2 separate regions of the Sus scrofa genome follow, and region 1 is linked to region 2. A link is a contact called in public HiChIP or PLAC-seq data. All regions are on one chromosome and are shown on one strand. Each heading gives the region's core, a stretch centred on a gene start, on an enhancer-like site or on the middle of the called end of the contact. The rest is flanking DNA. Distances are from core to core; before and after follow the strand shown.

Region 1 (2,789 bases), core at 41-2,540, 270 kb after region 2:
TCTAACTAGAAAGACAGAGCTTAGACTATACCTAAGGCATGTGCACGCTGAGGTCTATGGAATGACTGACCAACGGGGACCTGCTGTATAGCACAGGGAACTCTACCCATATTCTATGATAAGCTGTGTGGGAAAAGAATTTGAAAGAGAATGGATGTGTGGGAGTTCCCGTCATGGCTCAGCAGTAATGAACCCGACCAGTATCCATGAGGCTGAGGGTTCAATTTCTGGCCTTGCTCAATTGGTTAAGGATCTGGTGTTGCCCTGAGCTGTGGTGTAGGTCGCAGACATGGCTCAGATCCTGCACTGCTGTGGCTGTGGTGTAGGCTGCCAGCTGCAGCTCCAGTTCAACCCCTAGCCTGGGAAATTCCATATGCTGCAGGTGTGGTCCTAAAAAGACAAAAAAAAAAAAAAAAAAGAATGGATGTGTGTGTATATATAACTGAATCACGTTGCCTTACAGCAGAAATCATCACAGCATTGTAAATCAACCATATTTCAATAAAACTTTAAAAAAATGGTGCAGTGGGTTAAGTTTCCAACTGCAGAGGATCGGGTCACTGCAGAGGTACAGGTTCGATCCCAGGCCCAGCTCAGTGGGTTAAAGGATCCAGTGTGGCCACAGCTATGGCTTGGATTTGATCCCTAGCCAGAGTGGAATTTCCATATGCTGCAGGTGTGGCCATAAAAATAAAAAAATAAAACTTTAAAAATGGAAGAAAAAAGAATATACCCAAGGCAGAGTGGGGACCCATACCATCCAGCCTATTTTCCCTAATGCTTTTCCTTCCAGGTTGCAAACCCACGTTTCATAGGCTGGAGACCCCAGACTCTGTGTCCAGCCAGAGCTGGCAGCTAAATGAGAAGGCAAAACAGCATTCTCTCCTGAAGAATGGAGGGGCTGAAATACACTTCCCCCCACACCCCCATCACTGAATGCTCAGGGGGACACGCCACACAGTCACTAGTCTGCTCAAATGGAAGACCAGTGACTCCTCAAGCACTGGTTCAAAGACTTAATTAAGACCCTAGAGATCTCCTCAGGAGAACCGCTCAGAAATGACTTTAGCTTGGAAAACGTTCAGAGGCGAGCAGTGTCCCATCCTGGCAGTCAGGAAACTCCCATAATGCTCTCTTACGTGACTAAATCAGAGGAGCAGAATTCCCAGCGGAACCGGCAGGGTGAGTCAGCTGTGAAGTGTAGCCCCAAGTCAAAGAACAAGGGGCTGAGGGTACAGAGTTATTTGTTATTAACCAACTGAGGACCAACAGAGCCAAGGGCGCAGCTGTCTTTTTCTGGCAGAAATTACCTAATGGGGCAGAGTGCTCCTGAGGTCATTCCCAGTTTGTTCCATCCATACTATTCGGTCGGCTTAAATAAGGATCTTCCTTCTTGCTTTTTATAAAGCATTCACATTCACTTTTTCCTAAAATCCTATCAGTCCATTAATGTATGCGTTGTAAAGATGAGGCTATATCCTGACCAGCTTGGTGGGTGGAGGGGGGGTCAGGGAGGGAAAAATAGTAGAGGATACTTGTTCAGAGCATGAAATCTGGAGTCAGAAAGCTTTGGGTTCAACGCCCCCCATGTGACCACTTATTAATTATATGACTGTGGGTTACTCTACCTGCTCTATGTCTCAGTTTCCTCAGCTATTACAATAGAGATGTTAAGAGTGACCTCATAAACGTCCAGGATTAAAACAAGCCCCATATGGGTAATGCATGAGAATTCAGAAACCATCAGCTGCCGCTCTGATTGTTTGCCTTCTTACAGCATCTGTCACGTCACAGCAAGTCACAGCACCTGCACAGAGTAGACACTGACTAAACATGTGCTGATCGCTGAGTTAATTTCTCACAATGAAGCTGGTGGCCATTCATGGGCTGATACCCACAGTGCCAGTTTAGAAAGGCTGCAGTGTGCCTCCCAGATGCCGTGGGCTCCATGATTTGTTTATGAACCATCAAAACTGGTGATTTATATAAACGACGTCTTTGGAGGGAGTCAACACAAGAGAGGAAATGGAATGGGATAAAGGACTACTTAACAAACATCACTCAGCTTGGGCAGCTGGAACTACCAGCTGATGAATACCTGGCCCAAGGCCTAAGCCACTCAAAACAACAACAGCAGGTGCTATTATTACCAGATGTTATTGCTCCTGGAGCTTGAAAACTGGTCTTCTGGGAGTGATCCCATCCAGACAGACATGCAGGCTTTACAGGCGAATCCGTAACCGGAGATCTATGGAAATCCCCTATGTCTTGGGACGTAGGGACGTCATGATGATCCAATGAGTCCTGCCATCTTTATTCATAAAGTGGGAGACATTTAAAAGAGCCGCCATGTTCGGTTGTGCCGGCTGTACACTGCACAAGCCTCAGGGCACCCGTCACTCACTCGGTCCAGGATACCCCTGGGGTCTGGAGGGTACAAGTCAAGCTGCAGCAGCCCTGCTAAAGAGGGCTCAACACGGGCCTCTGAAACCTTGTCCCCCACTAAAGATACTGAACCCAGAACAGAAGTTTCTTAAGAACAAAATTGGTATATATCGCAGGGGGGCGGATTTAGCACACTGATTGGCTTATAGTGTTAACTGAGTGGAGTGGCATTCTTTTTGGAAGACTAGAGACATAATATTTGGAGTCTATCTAGAAGGTTCTGCAACTAAAGTGCTCACGGAATCAAACTGGTCAGAAGAGTGGCCTGCCATACAAAAGAGGCCGCCCAGAGTACAATGGCCAAACAGAGACTAAGTAAGCTTTATACGTTTAATACATTTAAT
Region 2 (2,986 bases), core at 128-2,627:
CACAACACACAACTGTCATGAGCAGTTATAACTGGTTAGTAGGGTTGTGGAAGAATTGTACTTTTTTTTCCCTCTATTTTTAGATTGCCTTACTAGTTTATGTGTATACATATGCACGTGTGTAATTATTTATTTATACCAAGGCCATGCACATCTACAACTCAGGAAAACCATGAAGCTAGTTCTATAGTAAAATCAGTTTAAAATCTGCAGATGTATTTTACAATAGTCAACACATGAAAGCAACCTAAACATCCATCAACAGAAGAACAAAGAGGAGTTCCCATTGTGGCTCAGTGGTTAACAAACCTGACTAGTATCCATGAGGACTCACGTTCAATCCCTGGCCTTGCTCAGTGGGTTAAGGATCAGGCATTGCCGTGAGCTGTGGTGTAGGTGGCAGACACAGCTCGGATTCTGCATTCCTATGGTTGTGGTATAAGCAGGCAGCTGTAGCTCCGATTCGACCCCGAGCCTGGGAACCTCCATATGCCACAGGTGTGGGCCTAAAAAAACAAAAGACAGGAAAAAAATGGATAAAGAAGATATGGTACATGTATGCAGTGGAATACTACTCAGCCATAAAAAGGAATGAAATAATGCCATTTGCAGCAACATGGAGGGACCCAGAGATTCTCATACTAAGTGAAGTAAGTCAGACAGGGAAAGACAGATACCACATGATCTCCCTTTTATGTCGAATCTAAAAAATGACACAAATGAACTTATTTACAAAACAGAAACAGAGTCACAGACACAGAAAACAAACTTACCATTACCCAAAAGGGAAAGTGAGAGGGAGGGATAAGCCAGGAGTTTGGGATTAACAGAGACACACCACTACATAGAAAACAGAGAAACAACACAGATCTACTACAGAACCCAGGGAACTATATTCAGTATCTTATAATAACCTACAAATGAAAAAGAATATGATATATATATATACGTATACATATGTGTTGTACATCTAGAATTAACACAACATTGTCAATCAACTATGCCTCAATTTAAAAAAACCCGTGCAGATGCAAGCTCTTGCCCATGCATTTAACTATGGATGCATGTGTGGATAATTTGGCCTTTGAGCTGGCATTCTCTGGGCCTACCTCCAGGAGGAAAGGGAAGGAAAATTGTTAAAACAGAATTTCCTCATTAACATGACTGGCAGAACAGTGATTATTTTGACAGTACTTTGTTTGCGAAGCTTCTAAAAGGACAGAAACAGAGATTTATATCTCAAGAAGAGTCTCCCATGCTTTCCTGTGGTTATTTAAAATTCGTAAGACCATCAAAAACACAGCTAAGGCCATAGGCTTTCTTTTCTTGGAAATGACAGAACTGAGGTCCTGTTTTTAGCTCTGCAGAGATGCCAGGGGGAAGTAGGTCATTACAACGTGTGTCAGGTCGTTAACTCCTCCCAACCTGGCTCTAGGCATTTTGTCTGCCATTGACCCTTCCCCTTGTTTCAATATCCAATCACTATGTCACACCTACAATGCACGGAAATATCAAGTTCAAGTCGCCAGGAAAGCACAAAACCAAAGGAAAACAAAACAAAAGTCCCAAATCCTGTTAGTTGGCTGGATTAAGATCTACTCCCATTTCAGAGTTCCTGTCGTGGAGGCTCAGTGGTTAATGAATCCGACTAGGAACCAAGAGGTTGTGGATTCGATCCCTGGCCTTGCCCCATGGGTTAAGGATCCGGTGTTGCCATGAGCTGTGGTGTAGGTTGCAGATATGCCTCGGATCCTATGTTGCTGTGGCTGTGGTGTAGGCTGGTGGCTACAGCTCCGATTAGACCCCTAGCCTGGGAACCTCCATATGCCAAGGGAGCAGCCCTAGAAAAGGTTAAAAAAAAAAAAAAGATCTACTCCCATTTTAAAGAGGAGGGAACTGAGGTGTGAAAAGGTTCTGGGGTTTGCCCAAGTTAAGAGCTCTGCAACTTTGCCCCCGGGTGGTGCCAGAGGCTGGCCCATGATGCCATCTGTGCTGGCACAGGCTGAGGACTTGCACCCACCCTCTCACCTGCCCTGCCCCACCTCCGTGCTCCAGCTCCACACCCCTAAGGGGCCAAGCAATTTGTCTAGGCCCAAGCAGGCAGGTGCCGTTCCGTCTTACTCTAACTTTTAAAAGTCACTTTATATACTTTTAACTTTGAGTCATAGAAGAAACACACAAAAGCAGGCACGATATAAGAAATTCAAAAGCTACCAAAGACTACAAAATGAAAACTGAGAATTCTTCCCAACCACCTCCCTGAGCTCACCTACCTCCTGCCTCAAGAGGAAGCCTGGCTCATGTCCCTGGAGGCGACCACAGGTCATCAGGGCATATTATCTGGCAAAACAACAGTCAAAATGCTTGCTGTGGACCAGCGGTTGCCACAGGCCTCTTGTTGTTCTAGTCCCTTCTGGTTTCATGGTCCCTAAGCCCGAGGCCCAGCCTGGGGTGTCAGGTCAGGGCAGGGAGAGGCAGTGCGGGTCTGACCAGGGGCGGCAGGGGCGGCGGCGGCGGCGGCGGCGGAGGCGACAGCCAGGAGCACGCAGGCGGGAACAGACCGTACTCACGCAAGGTTTGTCTGGGATCACGCAGTGGCCTTGTCTTCCTCGTCTCCTCCCTCCCTTTACCACCCACGGGCCCCAGGACACCCTTGACCTTCTCTCGCACCAAAGCTGGGTTAAGAAGGAGGCTTTCAGGGGCTCTTCCACAGCCCTTAAAATCAGGGTCAGCTCTTGGAGTTCCTGTCGTGGTGCAGCAGAAACAAATCCGACTAGGAACCATGAGGTTGCGGATTCGATCCCTGGCCTCGCTCAGTGGGTTAAGGATCCAGCATTGCCAGGAGCTGTGGTGTAGGATCTGGCGTTGCTATGGCTGTGGCATAGGCTGGCAGCTGTAGCTCGGATTTGACCCCTAGCCTGGGAACCTCCATATGCCATGGATTCGGCCCTAAAAAGGCAAAAAAAAAAAAAAAAAAAAACCCTCA

The links. HiChIP or PLAC-seq counts read pairs in DNA pulled down with a chosen protein or histone mark.
Region 1: an H3K27ac HiChIP or PLAC-seq map of skeletal muscle shows a contact between it and region 2, with 2.6 times the contacts expected there. The contact joins two enhancer-like sites. A contact is called at or near these places in 2 of 47 Hi-C or Micro-C datasets (fetal liver and subcutaneous adipose tissue) and 1 of 2 datasets of contacts at active chromatin or transcription factors (skeletal muscle).

The regions. Positions count from the first base shown.
Region 1 is chr7:41,149,546-41,152,334 of Sscrofa11.1, forward strand. All of the region lies in intron 2 of RCAN2 (calcipressin-2), which reads right to left. Among named protein-coding and RNA genes, the nearest start is that of RCAN2, 130 kb to the right of the region's middle. Within about 2 kb of position 1,291, at least 4 of the 83 cell types and tissues checked have an H3K27ac peak or open chromatin away from gene starts, as enhancers often do. A contact at or near this core is called in skeletal muscle, where this site is marked.
Region 2 is chr7:40,880,019-40,883,004 of Sscrofa11.1, forward strand. All of the region lies in intron 1 of LOC102161511 (a long non-coding RNA gene), which reads right to left. Among named protein-coding and RNA genes, the nearest start is that of ENPP4, 15 kb to the right of the region's middle. Within about 2 kb of position 1,378, at least 8 of the 83 cell types and tissues checked have an H3K27ac peak or open chromatin away from gene starts, as enhancers often do. A contact at or near this core is called in skeletal muscle, where this site is marked.